2 separate regions of the Acanthopagrus latus genome follow, and region 1 is linked to region 2. The links are chromatin contacts, called in public Hi-C maps. All regions are on one chromosome and are shown on one strand. The core of a region is the stretch at or near the end of the contact, and the rest is flanking DNA. Distances in the headings are between cores, read along the strand shown.

Region 1 (6,427 bases), core at 1,947-4,446, 260 kb before region 2:
TGTGCCTGGTACTGTATAATGAATGCTGAGCTGCAGCTCTTCAGGCAGTGAAACCCTATCTGTGTTTGAGTTACTGCGCTGCGCTATACCGCAAAGCTGCTGGTTATTTGGTACATTAACACGTAATCAAGTATCTCATTAATATAAGCCGCAAAGGAAGTGCAAAAGAGACACACAGGAGAATCTGCAGGCAACTCTGAATGGAAACTTAAGCAGCCAAAAGCCAGAACACTATCTCCCCCCCGAGCTCCTGGATTAAAACTTTAAAGTCTTTGGAGATTTCTCAAAACATGTGCATGACAGCTACAACTCAATACCCACAACACTGACAGAAAGAGTCTTCAAGTATCTACAGAAATAGCAGCAATCCATTCCTTGGATAATCCACACCGACTCATCGGTGAAGCTTTGTAGTCTCCATATTCCTTTGATATTGTTCTGTAAGGGTCCAGTGAATAGACCCGGGTCAAATTGGATTTTAAATCCCCTTCTTAGCCCTCCTCGATAAAGACTGAGGTTATCTCACAAGATCGGCTGTAAGCTGTAAGAGGATTTCCAGTACAACTCTGACCCAGGTGTTAACATCACACCAGCAGAGTAATAATCACTCCGTCATCCTGGCCCTGCCACAGCATCTCCCCTTCGAACGCCACCTTGCCGTGTTTCCTGGCTCTCATCAGGATCCCCACCACCTTGTCAGAGATCCGGACGTATCTGTCGAACAGCTCTCCGAACGTGATGCGCGTCTTTCCGTCTGGGTCCGGATCCGCCATGGTCCTGATCACGTAACACATGTCGGCTATCTCGCGGTGGATGTGTTGCTCGGCGCGTTTGGCTCTCTCCGCCGTTTGGGTGCCCTCCTTGGGGCGCCCGTAACCCTCTTGGCCCTTCTGGAGGCGGAGGGACATGGAGTAGTCATAGTCGAAATACTCGCTGAAGGGGTTTAGTTTCTGGTTTACGGTGTGCTCTGAGGCCCAGTTCTGCCAGCGGCTCTTGAGGTTGCCCACAGCACTGTATTTCTTTGAAAGGGCGTTGATCTTGTTAGCGTCCTCAGCTTCCTTTTTGTAACTGGGAGAGATGTAAGATCATATTACAAATTAATCAAAAATACACTGTTTTGATCCTGCAAGGGGCAAGGGGAGTTATAAATATGCAGCAGTAAGCAGCTGTTGCCTTTTTTTGTTGGTCTTAAGGGTAAATGCAGACCTAACAGGCAAGTTATCAATGTGAAAACATGGAAGTAAAAGTAATTGGGGCTCATCATCCCAAGAAACCTCCCTGTAAGCTCGAACTGTTTGCATAAAGAAATCTGAATAGATGTAAAAAAGGTTGCCTGGTAAGAAAGGGAGGAAAAAAAAGGGATTGTATAAGGTAAAACAGCTCACTGTCACTATGTGTTTGTGGCTGTTTAATGAGGATATTGAAAAAGCTTGTCAGGCTCTATGATCAGCTGGCAGCAGAACATCGTTTTGACATCATGTGTTGTATTTCAGAGTGGTGCAAAGTCTTTTTCCTACTATCCTGATAATACTTGTCAAATCCTGTGCTGTGCTGTGTTATAGGCAACTGGACGTGTTTCAGTTTCTTGGTCACATTTTCAGCTGTAACTAACTGTAAGGGACTTGCAGGCTTTTAAACTCTGTGTGGGAGTGTCCTTACAGAGTCGATAATGACGCGTGTGAACTCTGAGTTCCAGAGAATCAGATTAATCCATCTATGTCAAACTGGAATGACCGTCTTTGCACAGACAGCTCAACAACCGTTCACACATGAGCTCACCTATCCCACGTGAAGCAGGTTGGGTCATCAACCCACAACTGGCCTGAACAACTCTGAAACTCAGAACTTGCACAGGTCCTTAACTGTGCGATTATCCTTGCAATCCTTGCTTTCTGCATTTTGTCAAAGCTACTTTTGGCTCCGCAACCAACATTTATGCTTAAGATTGATCCTCAACTGTAAACCTCAACATCCTGCTTCAAAAAGAAATATCAGCCTGAGGAAGTAAAGACACTGTTACATCTGATCTATTTATTTCAAAAACAACTTCTCTCTTGAACTTGTACTCACATCGGCACAGTGGGTCTTTTAATCTTGACCAATGACACAGAATCTTCATCCGACTCTTCTTGTTCTGTTTCCTTTAAAGAGCCTGTCCTCTGTGTCCGAGCATCCTCTATGTCCAGTCCCTCCTTCTTTGCCTCGGGGTGTCCACTGTCGTCCTTATCACCACCACCTGTGGGTCCCTCTCCTGTTCCTCCTGCCTCTTTTCCAAGCTTCTGCTCCCTCTCCACCTGCTTCCAGCTTTTGGTCAGCGATGACACCATGTTGGAGCATTTCCTGCGGCGTGTAGGCGAGCTTTTCTTCTTCAGAAGCCGGTCAATCTCCTCATCTGATGGAAGAGACTCCCTCTTGATCTTCTCGGTCAGAAGCCCAACACCAGCACCTTTCTCCACAACCCCGCTGGTCACCGTCTTCACCACTTGCTTCACCTTGATGCAGGATTCAACCGGTGGATCGGCTGAGGTCTTGAGCTCCTCCGTCTTGGGTGCATCTTGGGTTTCCTTGTGAGGAGTCGAGATCTTTTTCACCTCTTCAGAGTTGATGACAGGACTGTGGGAGGCTTCTGTTGGCTGGGTCTGAGAGGGAGGAGGCTTCTTTGGGACCCACTTCTTTAAACGTTCCTCCGCTGGTCCTCCCAGTGAAGACGGAGCCCAGCCACTGGGTTCACTGGCCTGCTTCTTCTCATTATCCATCACCCACTTCTGCCAGCTGCTCGCCAGGCCACACACCATGCTGACTGTGCGGAGCTTCTTAATGTTCTTGTTGGTGGATGGTTTCCTTTGGGCAGCTTGTCCGGCCTGTTTGTCAGACATAGTTATGAGTATTATTGTGTCAATTCAGGCACAATTAAACCCGCTAAGCGATCTTCCTTAACAGCTGTCAGATTAGCCTGATCATATTAATCTTCTCTCTCCGCTCAAATCTCTGTTTTCTGGAACTTTCTCTCCCTCTGTCGCTCCCGAACCACACGCCTGCAGCCACAGCTCTAAAATGGGGAGTGCAACCCTTAACGTGACCGTGGAAAGTATTCGAGTCATCCCATGCTACCAACCTGATCGTCTTTCCCTGGCACCGGTCACCCCAACGGACTCATATTTCATCACAGATTGTGGAGCATGTAACCAGAGGTAAACAGGGCAGTAGACCAGGAGGTGCTGAGTTAATCAGCAAGTGCACTGGCACAAATACCATTGAAGACTTACCACTGCTCACTGTCTCCCATTAAAAGACACAGAGAATCTTTGAGAACAATGCAAATATGTGTTGATGAGACAACCTCTTAGTAATCAAGGGAAATGTACTAACATTGAGTCAGCTAAGTTGTTTTTTTCTAGACTTTAAAAAGACAACAGTCATGTATTGTTTTCCTATGGACCTCACTTTCACTACGCTAATCATTTTGTTGCTAACACTGTCTTTGCGACAGACGTGCCGACATCAATACCACATAGAAACACTTGGAGGGATGAAGGTTTAAAGGTTCCTTTTTCCACTTTAAGTAAAAGCAACAATACAACACTGATAATACAAGTAAATACAATCCTAGATTTGAGATTATACATTAAGTAAAAGCTCATTAATATCAACAACATCATGCACGTTATAGCCGTCAGCTGCTGTATATATTTTGCACTAATAGTAGAATGTTATTGCTGATGCATTAACACTGCCACAACAGGTTGAGGTAGATCATTTTAGCAACTCTATAAATGGTTTGGTACTGTTATTTACATCATTGCATGTCATTTCATAGGTATATCATACGCTTTATATGTTAAAGCTAATAAATGTAGTCGTCCCTGTGGCTGTACTTCAGGATGGTACTTGAGTAAATTTACTTTTAAGAGGTTCCTGTTGTCAGGTTTAACAGCAAATGTTGCAAAGTTTTCAAAGGGAGAAGGGAAGTAATCCATTTAATGATTTCCCTTTGCAGAGAAAACAAAGTAAGACAACCTAATTTGTATTTCTCTGACACATACAGTACTTAAAGGTCTGACATTTATCCTTTTATGCTTAAAGATGTGTCAAAACCTGTGTAGTTCAGTGTATTAGCCGCTGTCGCTTCACACCGACCCTCGAGGGGATGCAGCCAACGCTTCAGCAGAGAGTATCAAACATGCAAGGCGACACTTAATCGGAGGTGTGAAAGGAAACAGGGAACTTCTGAGCAGGAAAGAATGTGATACCTGGGGGAGACAAGGATCTCCTGCTTACGCACGGAGCGGTTTAGTCTTGCAACGCAGCCGGTAGCGAGGTCACAAATCACCCGCACAAATAAGGGATCCTGACATTAACACAAACAACATCAACACTTAACGATTAGCCGATCTGTGCCTTGACAGCGGCGTTTAGTGCTGTTTTAAGAGCTGCACTTTATATGAAGAGACATGTCATGGATTTATGTTTGTTGGTTTTTTGCAGGGGCGGGTTATCTATAAATAGAACTTGGCACACACGCACAGACACGAAGTTGCAGCTGTTGGCAGTCTGTCACGGAGAGTGGAAGTGACTCATCGAGACGTCTTCTCAAACCAAGTCAGAGTGATGATGTGTACAGACTCTCATGCTGCTCTGAGAGGAGGGCCAGTGCTCCACCGCCAGGACAGACAGGCTCATTACAGCTCCAGGTTTCAGTGTGAAAACACACGGAAGAAAATATGTCATTGCTGTCAAAGGTAAAATACAAACAACAAATGTTCTTATACATAACAAAATATTTTTCTTTTTTTTGTTGGATTTAGTTGCAATGAATATGTGAGACACTCCATTAAACATGTCTGAGTGAAAACAGAGGAAGAGGAGCAAAAAAGCCAAGGTGACACACACACACACACACACACACACACACACACACACACACACACACACACACACACACACACACCTCGTGCAGCTGTAAGGAAAACAGAACAAAAACAGAAGTCAGAATTGTTGTTTTCTCGTTGAAAGGACACACAACAGGATAAATCATCCCTCATTCACACCATAATAATGAGTATTTGTGTATCAGGAAATACAATGAGAAAATAGACTGTTATCCCTCCCATATTCAATTGAGGTTCAGTCTGAAAGATTCAGCATGTAGCAAAGGTAAAGAGTCTGTTTTGTTAACTAAATATTTAATGTGAGGGTGGCGGTTCACCAGTAGAGGCTGCTATGGTGTCATAGTTGAAGCACTGCGGCACTCGTCAGCAGGTCTCCTCAGCTCTCTATTCAGTGTTCTCACTCAGATACCCCCGCTACACAAACATGTAAATCTTTATATGTGTGAATCTGCAACACCCTATACCACAGTTACTTGTATAGTGTTAAAGAAAATAATCTAATGTCAATCAATTTTTTTATTGAAACCGCATCTTTAGAGTGGAAAGGAGAGAGTATGAGGCTCTGAGACACAGATTCACACAGGTAAGAGGAAAGAAATACCAAAACACATACTGTCCATGCTGTGAACCATCTGGAACGATGGAGAGAACGTCTTCAGGTGTTTTTCATTCCGCGTCCAAAAAGGAGCTGCAGGCGGGGAAAAGCCCACTCCGAAGATTCGGGCCTACTACACCGGGTGGTCGATAGACTCCACTCCTGGCAGAGGAGGTCCATCTCTGGAGAGAATGCACCTGTGCTTGCTGATGCTCGTCAACATCTGTTGCCGCTGCTTTGTTTACCTTCCACTGCTCGCTCTGGGACTGTTTTCTTTGGCCGTCCTTGTTGCGGCGCATTAATTGCTCAGGAATGCATCCGAGGATCTCTCGCCGCTGCGCTGACCTCTGCGTGATGCTGGTTCGTGTTGTGCTTTGGGGCGTCCTTGCACATAATTGGAATCCTGTTGTTAAAAGGAGATGCTCATTGCTATCATCTTGATTGCGGCGGTAGCTCGAATTAAGTCCGCGTTTATTTGCGGGGACCAGTTAAAATAACCAGATGAAACAGCTGTAACCAGACTCGGAGGATGTTTTCCACTTGATGATTAAATGTGTCTTGTGTTTCCAGACGAATCAACAACGTCATCCGTATCTGTCAAACACATGGCTCAAGACAAATTAGCGGAAATAAGTACACAAAACAACAGATTTGATCCAGCAGCAGAGGGGCTTGTGCTGCTTCCACAGTGGAATGGTGACCTCGACAAAGAAGCCAGCCGCACAAATCTGTCCTGGCCCCGGAAACGTAAACCTCGATGTAATCCACTAATACTTCCTTCCGAAGAGGCTGTATGTTATTGTTTGGCTGTACCACAAGGCCCCGGTGAATAGAAAATGGGAAAGACAGTAAATTAAAGTGAGCTCAATACAGGGGTCAGCGAGGGCCGGCTGGAGGAAGCTTCGATCGCCCCCTGCAGAGGAACCGACAGGATGACGGAGAG
Region 2 (7,349 bases), core at 4,037-6,536:
CGCATCGCCCTAATGCGTTTTCCCTATGCCTTGGTGACTGGGATGACAGTGTATTTTAAACACGGCTGTAAACCCAGGCAACACACACACACACACACACACACACACACACACACACACACACACACACACACACACTCACATGCACAGTCAACACAGTTGGACTATTTGTGAGTCTTTACTAGTGTGCGAGAGTCCCTGCCAAAGTAAGAGCCTCTTCCAACTCGTCAACAAGAGCCAGGAGGAGGAGGAGGAGGAGGAAGAGGAGGAGGAGGAGAGAGAAGAGCCTTTCAAACGCACATACGTCCTGCAGATGTTTCGCAAAAAAGTCAATGCACATCTTAAGGGAATGGAAAAAAAAAAAAGGGGAGGGGGGGGGAAATCTATATCCTCTCCTTTCATTTCTTCCAGCTGCTTCAGAAGAAAACATAATGCAAGAAGACACTGTGCTAATGACAGGCAGCATATTCGACCATGCTGGCGAGAGAAAAACAACGCAGGCGAGGGCGAGAGACCATGTGTGCGGGATGTGTGTTTATCTACTTGTGTGTGCTTGCACGGTGACAAAACAGGAGTTCATGCGTGGACACAGATGGATTCAGGGGGGAGAAAGAAAAAAAAAAAAGAGAGAGAGAGAGAGGGAGGTGCGTGGTGGTTTTTCTGTTGGGCTTTCAGTGGTCCAGCAGCCCCCTGCCTCCTCCTGCCTTCTGTGGAGTCCATTAGTGATTGCATAATGCTTGGCAGACAGGAGAACGAGTGAATGCAACCCCCTGAAGGGTCGGACACCAGCGAGGAGGTAGGCAAGAAAACTCGGCGTTCCCATGTGTGTCAGCGGCGGATTTATTAGGAGGAGGAAGAAAGATTTTAAAAAAAAAAAAAAAAAAGGAAAAGCGGCGGCGTTTCCACAGTCAGACAAAACACAAGCGGCCTCACGCAGGGGGGAGGCTGGTTGTGTGTGTCGTCAGTTTGACGAATTCTAGGTTAATGCAAAATAAAAGAGCGTCATTAAATATACAGCAGGAGGAGCCACAGCGCAGCATCTGGCCTCTGCTTCTGTCTGTGCGGCACTGCATCCTGTCGTTACTCTGCTACCTCACCTATCACATCCTTTATCTGGTGATTTTATAGTCTCGCACATTTGTCCTCCTCTCCATCCTTACATTTCCTCCGCGCAGAACGAAAATATGCTGTTTGCCATCTGCCCACCGATGTTTTACTTATTCACCACCGAGCACATTGGAAACGAAGTGCTCGAGATGAAGCGCATTGCTCGCATCGTCGGAGAACAGAGGGGAACATTTTCAGCGAGCGGCGCTCATTCAGGGCTCCATCTGAAAGCCTTGTGCTGTACAACAAAAACCGAGCGAAGGATCGCATTCAGTTCATTGGCCTTGGAGGGGGGATGGAGGATTTAAAAAAAAAACTTGAGAACAGTTGAAATGAACATGCTTTGAGGATTCATGCGGCCTTCGGATCAATAAAAAGCTGTATGGGTTATTTATTTCTTGGTGAATCTGGGTGAATGACACGTCTCGATGCGTGGATGCGCATGAGTCTGTCTGGGAAAAAAAAAAAAAAGGAACTAGACGGACTGAAAGTTGAAATGAAGGTCAGCTTTTGCATCTGTGTTGTTCATTTCATTACCGGCAAATCAGCAGATACACCGAAAAAAAAGAAGAATCCAAGCCAAAAAACGAAACCTGAATACCTCTGCGGGACTTTGATAGATAATACATACCTCACAATACACCGCCTGCACCGTCTTCCTTCCCTTGAAAAGCCATCAAAGGCTTCGAGTTGAACTCCTATATTCGGCGCCTCGGCCTCCTCACCCTTGAAATAATACAAGGGATTTGCTCGGGCTTAGAGCATCTCTTCTTTTTGACTATTTGAGGATAGTTTATTACAGCGATCCAACCTAACTTGCCCTTCTGAGAGAAGACTATAAGACAGCTTTCACCCTGCATCATCCTCACGAATGGGATCGGTCAATAACAAACACAGAGGAGGAAAAGAGATAAACAGATATGTGAAATCTCCTTCTTTTGTTGAACTCGAAGAGACTTCCCATGTTATTTTGACCCTCTTCCCCAACCCGGCCCTCCTCCTGGAGTGATTCTTTTGAGTCCGGCATCCAGCACTCAGAACCCCCCCTGTAAATCACAGACGTGCAGGGAGGTGGACACCCACGCTTCCCACCAAAACATGACACAAATTACAGACCACAACATCGAGGCTGAGCCCGGCCCAACTCTTCCTCCTCGTTCATAAAAGTTCTTGGAAGAAAGAGGGGTGGGAAGCGGAACAGAAAACAGTCGGAGAGAGGAGTTAAAGAGGAAAGCAGGCCGTTGCAGCGCCACACGTTGACCTCATCTAATGAGAGCTACGATGGCGACACAACAGCACGGCTAAACAGTATTTTCCTTCAAGTGGAGGCTTTAACATGTGCAGAGACCTCACATGTTGCACCGCTGTTAAAGCATTACTGTCTAAGCGAGCTGGAACATAAATGGGTTTCTAGACAAAAGCACCACAATTCTGTCAACATTTAACAGAGAAGAAAAGGGAGCATACCCACTGGAAACACCACAAATGGATATAATTCGTTAGACGGCTGCCCAGAACATCACTGGTGCCACCTACCAGGATACTAAAAGACAACAGCCACCAACAGTCTGTTCACCCTGTGGTTGTCTGGCATGAGATACAGAAGTATTCGCTGCCGTACCGCCAGACTACAGAGCAGCTTCTCTCCTCAGGCTGTGAGACTCCTTAACTCATCCTTAAAGGGGCAATGTTAGTTGAAAACATTGAGGATATAACAGTTCTGATATTGTGATATCTATATGTTGTGTTGCAGAGATGTTTACTGAACTAGTAAACTGAACTAGCTAACCAGCTAGCTCGTGGCCAATCCCGCTCCAAAGCTCCTGTGCTAGAGGTGTAAGACGCTCAAACTACCCAACTACCTGAGTTCCACCACCAGACTGCTAACGGCACAGCTCCTGGAGCTAATACGCTAACACCAGCTACAGTCAGCAGCAGTTGGTGTTTCTTGTGAAGCACAGACAGTCTGCAACTTGTATTTCACTGCAGAACCTTTTGCTCAAAGATGGCAAGTACATAAACCACGAGCCGGGATTTTAAACAACCTACCTCAGCGCTGAAATTGTTTCTGAAAAGAGCGGCGAGTTTTTAATTTGTTTCCTAGTGTGCCGCTGAGAGTCACACCACTGTACCGCTGTGATGTGACGGGGTAATTAAAGCACAGACAGATGTGCCTGAAGCAGGTTATCAAGCGCTCGTCAACACAAGCGCCAATATTTAGAATCGATGTCGCACGTCAAGTTGCAGGGAGGCCTTCAGGGGACACCGATAAAGGGGGAGGCAGATATTGATCAGGCTAAAGTGTGTGCATGTGTGTGTGTGTATGAATTGTCTGCGTAAAGTGTGGTCAATGGCTCTTGAAATGCCTCCTCAGTGAACTCTCGTGGAAAGCCTTTTTTCGACTGTATCGGTAGTTCTGATGCAGTGGTTTGTGCTAATGGAGTTCTGTCGGTGTACGTCGGGTTATCGTGATCAAATCAGACTAAAAACAAAAAAAAACTAAGAGTTTTTTTGTGCAAATACACAGCCGTGGTGTGAAAGCAGATAATAGCAAACGTGAAAAATGTACTCTGGCGGGTGACCTCACGCAACAACAATGAGTCATTAAAACAACAGTGTCTGAATCAGCTAATTGGACAACAGAGGAGGAGGCAGTGCGCCAAGCGACAAGTCACAACCCACAGAGAAACAACAGGAGGGGACAAATAATGACAGGGGCTGCGACATGAATGTGCCAAAATCTGTCAGTCGCACAGCCCCGGCCAATTTGCAGGGCCGATGCACACTCGAGTGAGGAAAGGCACGACCGAGGAAATCAAGAGGAATGGAGCAGCAAAAAAGAATGGGTTTTAAAAACTTTCTGAAAACACTGAAGATGAGACTCATAAGTTTGCTCGGATAAGCGTTATGCCATTTAAATGCCACGACTGCTCAATAATTGCCAGAATAAAGGAGAGGATAAAGATGCATCTGTCTGGCAAAGCTGCGTGGATCCAATAAGTATGACATTTACTCAATATTGCATCCATTTCTGCGAGCACAGCCCTGCATCATAACAAAAAATCAGTGTTTATACAGGTGAAACACAACCAGGGGCGCTCTGACAGTCAGCCTGGTGATAACTTCCTTCGATTCAAGTGTCATATAGTCTCAAACTGTCCCAATGTCATGTGAGATTTCTAAAGATCTCCTGGAAAATGAGTCTTTGCTGTTGGTGCAACGACATCACAGTAAATACAATCAACTTTATTCACATTGGTCCCTTTAAAAAAAAAAACTGAAGTTGAAGATAATCACATTAACCTCTGCAGGCTCCATCCAAGCATCTTATATGATATAGAGGGGGAAAAATGCTGTAGAGACAAAGTGGCAGTCAGCAATAGGCCTGTGTACAGTCAGATGTCAGACAGAGACTCACACTTGTCCAACTTGTCAAACTGTGATATCACGGGTTTGTACCACACATCTATGGGAGCATTTTAAGATAAAAAGCAGACACACAGGTTGATTCGTGGGGTGAGTGTGTGTCTCAATCAAACTGCACAGACCGCAGCAGAGAGCGATCGGACCCCAGGTCCCCCCCACACCACACCAAATCACCACCGTTTGTCAAGTAGTAGTTCGCAGTCCAGAGTTTAACTTACCGTTTCCCCGGAGAGGAAGACGGTCAGCCCGAGGGTCAAAATTATCCATGCGTTCCTCATTATTCCTCAATTAAAAACGCGTCGTTAGGAGCGAAAACGTCAAATCTTTCCCCCTCTTCTTCTTCGTTTCTTTCCTTCCTCGCACCCTTCGCTCCAACTCCTGCCGCTTCTCTCTCTCTCAGGAGTGGGATCCCACCGGATACGTGTTGCGTTTTGGGTTATTCCTCCCCCCTCTCGCTCTCTCTCTCTCTCTCTCTCTCTCTCGCTCTCTTTCGCTCTCTCTCTCCAGGCACTTCTTCTTCTTTTCTTTTTAAATCTGACGCAAATAAAAACGTAAAAGCTGCACGAACAAGCACGTTTTGTTATTGTTGTTGTTTGTTTTTTGCGTGTGTTTTTTTTTTTGTTGTGTAGCAAAACTGCAAAAGTCCTCCGCGCGCCCCGCGTGAGTGGAGAAAAAAAGAAAATCCGCACGAGACGGCTCGCTCGCGCTGCTCTCTCCCTCAGCGCTCACTTGAGAATAACGAGGACGGAGCGTGGAGAGACAGAGAGAGGGGCGCGCGCGCACGGACTGACGCGCTTTTGCTGTGAGTGCGTGCGTGCGCTCCTTTTTCGGCCGTGACACCGCGAGAACTTGCAACTAAGTACCCCCCCCCTAAAAAATAAGACACCGATCAAAGCAAACTAATTACATCGTCCGTTGACGCTCTGATAGGAATTACTGCTGATTATTGCATTATTGTTATTATTATTTTGTATCTGCAGGGGAGGTCGGATAACAAACCCGCGCGGCTAATTGAGCCATTTATCTCCACGTCGAGATAACGATCATTAATTGCACCCTAATGAGAATTTTTTTTCTTTTTTTCCCGTATTTCCATTCAATCGCCTCTCTGAATGACAAACGAGTCTCCTCTGTTCATTGCTGCATTAAAAAAAAGAAGAAAAAAAAAGAAGAGATCCTGTGGACACATCCGATAAGGTGTTTTCTGTAATTTCACCGTGTGATGAAATACCCAACATCCCAGTTAAGAGAGATGCACTGGAGTTAAACAGAGAAAAAAAGGAGTTGTATCAGTTTTGTAAGTTCAGCCATCCATGGGCAAAGTCTCCCCCTGCTGGTGTTGTGAGCTAGTAACTCATCCACAGTCAACACAGTGGTACATTTACTGCACAGTCTCCATCTCCAAACTCTTTATAACTGGGTCTTTACATGCAGGAGCTCACCCAGAAATTTAAATCCAGTCATTATCTATTCACCCTCATGCTGATGCAAAGACATGTTTTGTAGTCCACAAAACATTTCTGGAGCTTCACAGCAAAACCAGTGTGGCAGCACACTTAGTAGATAGTAGACCCCACACAAGTAGATGAGAACTTGATTTAAAAATGTAGAAAAAATCCAACATAACAAACATGAAAAGGTTCAATTTCCTTGGCATAATCTTCAGAAGCCCTGACAACCCAAATTGATTAAAAAAGATGTTATTTACACCCTTTCATAAGCAAAATCTTCACTGTAGCTGCAAAGCTAAAAGAGTTAGCACGCACCCCACTTCAAAGTATGACTTTTACAAATCGTACTTTCCAAAGAGACTTGAAATACGTAAGCTATTTAGGAGAATGCTGCAATGCTGTTTTGCTGTGGACTACAAAATCCTTCCGTTGGCATGTAGGTGAGTAGATAATGACTGATTTTTCATTTTTGGGTGAACTTATCCTCCCAATTTTATAATTCTGACAATGTAACCTCGGTCACATGTATGTAAGTTTCCACATTCTGCCCCAATTTAAACTCCCTTCCAAGGTTTCGAGGTTATTCAGGTTGGAAGTGTTTTGAGTCAATGATAAGTTCATTTTTATTAGTTCTGTGCTTGTGGGATTAAAGGATAAGCTCACCCGAAAATTAAACATTCAGTGATTATCTATTCACTCACATGCTGATGGAAAGTCAGGCGAAGTTTTGTTGTCCTTCGCAGCAGCACAGTGTTGCAGCATTGTCTTAAAACAATAGAGTTAGGGGACTTAATTTTAAATGGGAACATATTTGTTAATGCCTCACAGTTTTTAAAATCAATCCTGCAAGCTCAGACCTGAATATAGAAACTTGTCCAAATATGCTGTATGTGTTGCTACAACCCAACAAACGATGACAGTACAGATAATGGATGGACTGATGCATGAAAACTTGCATTTATTATTTTAGAGTGACAAATTAAGATTATAGGAGCAACATTATATATATCCTAGCACATTATTTAACTGATTTAATATTTCACAATTATCACTTTATTTAAGAAGCCTTATTGGATAGAAACAGACTTGCAGAGCACATAGATAAGCTTTAAAACATGTTCTCCAAATGCTCGATTTAAGAGGCACTTTTGTGATTAGCAGCCGTCAAGTCAGTGTAGTTGTGCAGATAGAAGGTGACTTCCTTTAGATGCAGAGGACAGGACTTGTTGATGTTTGTAAAGCAGACTGAAACAGAATGCAGGTGGTCTACTCCCAGAAACACGACATGTATCGATCATAATTTGGCTGAAATGTGAATATGCTCCACCTGCCCTGGTGCTCGAGGTAAGTACACGCTGTGGTATC

Evidence for each region. Hi-C and Micro-C count contacts between places; a contact is called where the count stands out from the background.
Region 1: a Hi-C map of muscle shows a contact between it and region 2, with 2.9 times the contacts expected there. The contact joins the promoter of abrab here to the promoter of sdc2 in region 2. A contact is called at or near these places in 2 of 4 Hi-C or Micro-C datasets (both in muscle).

Annotation. Positions count from the first base shown.
Region 1 is chr3:7,241,129-7,247,555 of fAcaLat1.1, reverse strand. abrab (actin binding Rho activating protein b) reads right to left here and starts at 3,196. Exons shown (of 2, transcript XM_037093373.1): 1 at 2,071-3,196; 2 at 553-1,068. The coding sequence starts at 2,876. The coding sequence ends at 585.
Region 2 is chr3:6,984,303-6,991,651 of fAcaLat1.1, reverse strand. sdc2 (syndecan-2) reads right to left here and starts at 5,286. Exons shown (of 5, transcript XM_037093679.1): 1 at 4,752-5,286. The coding sequence starts at 4,811.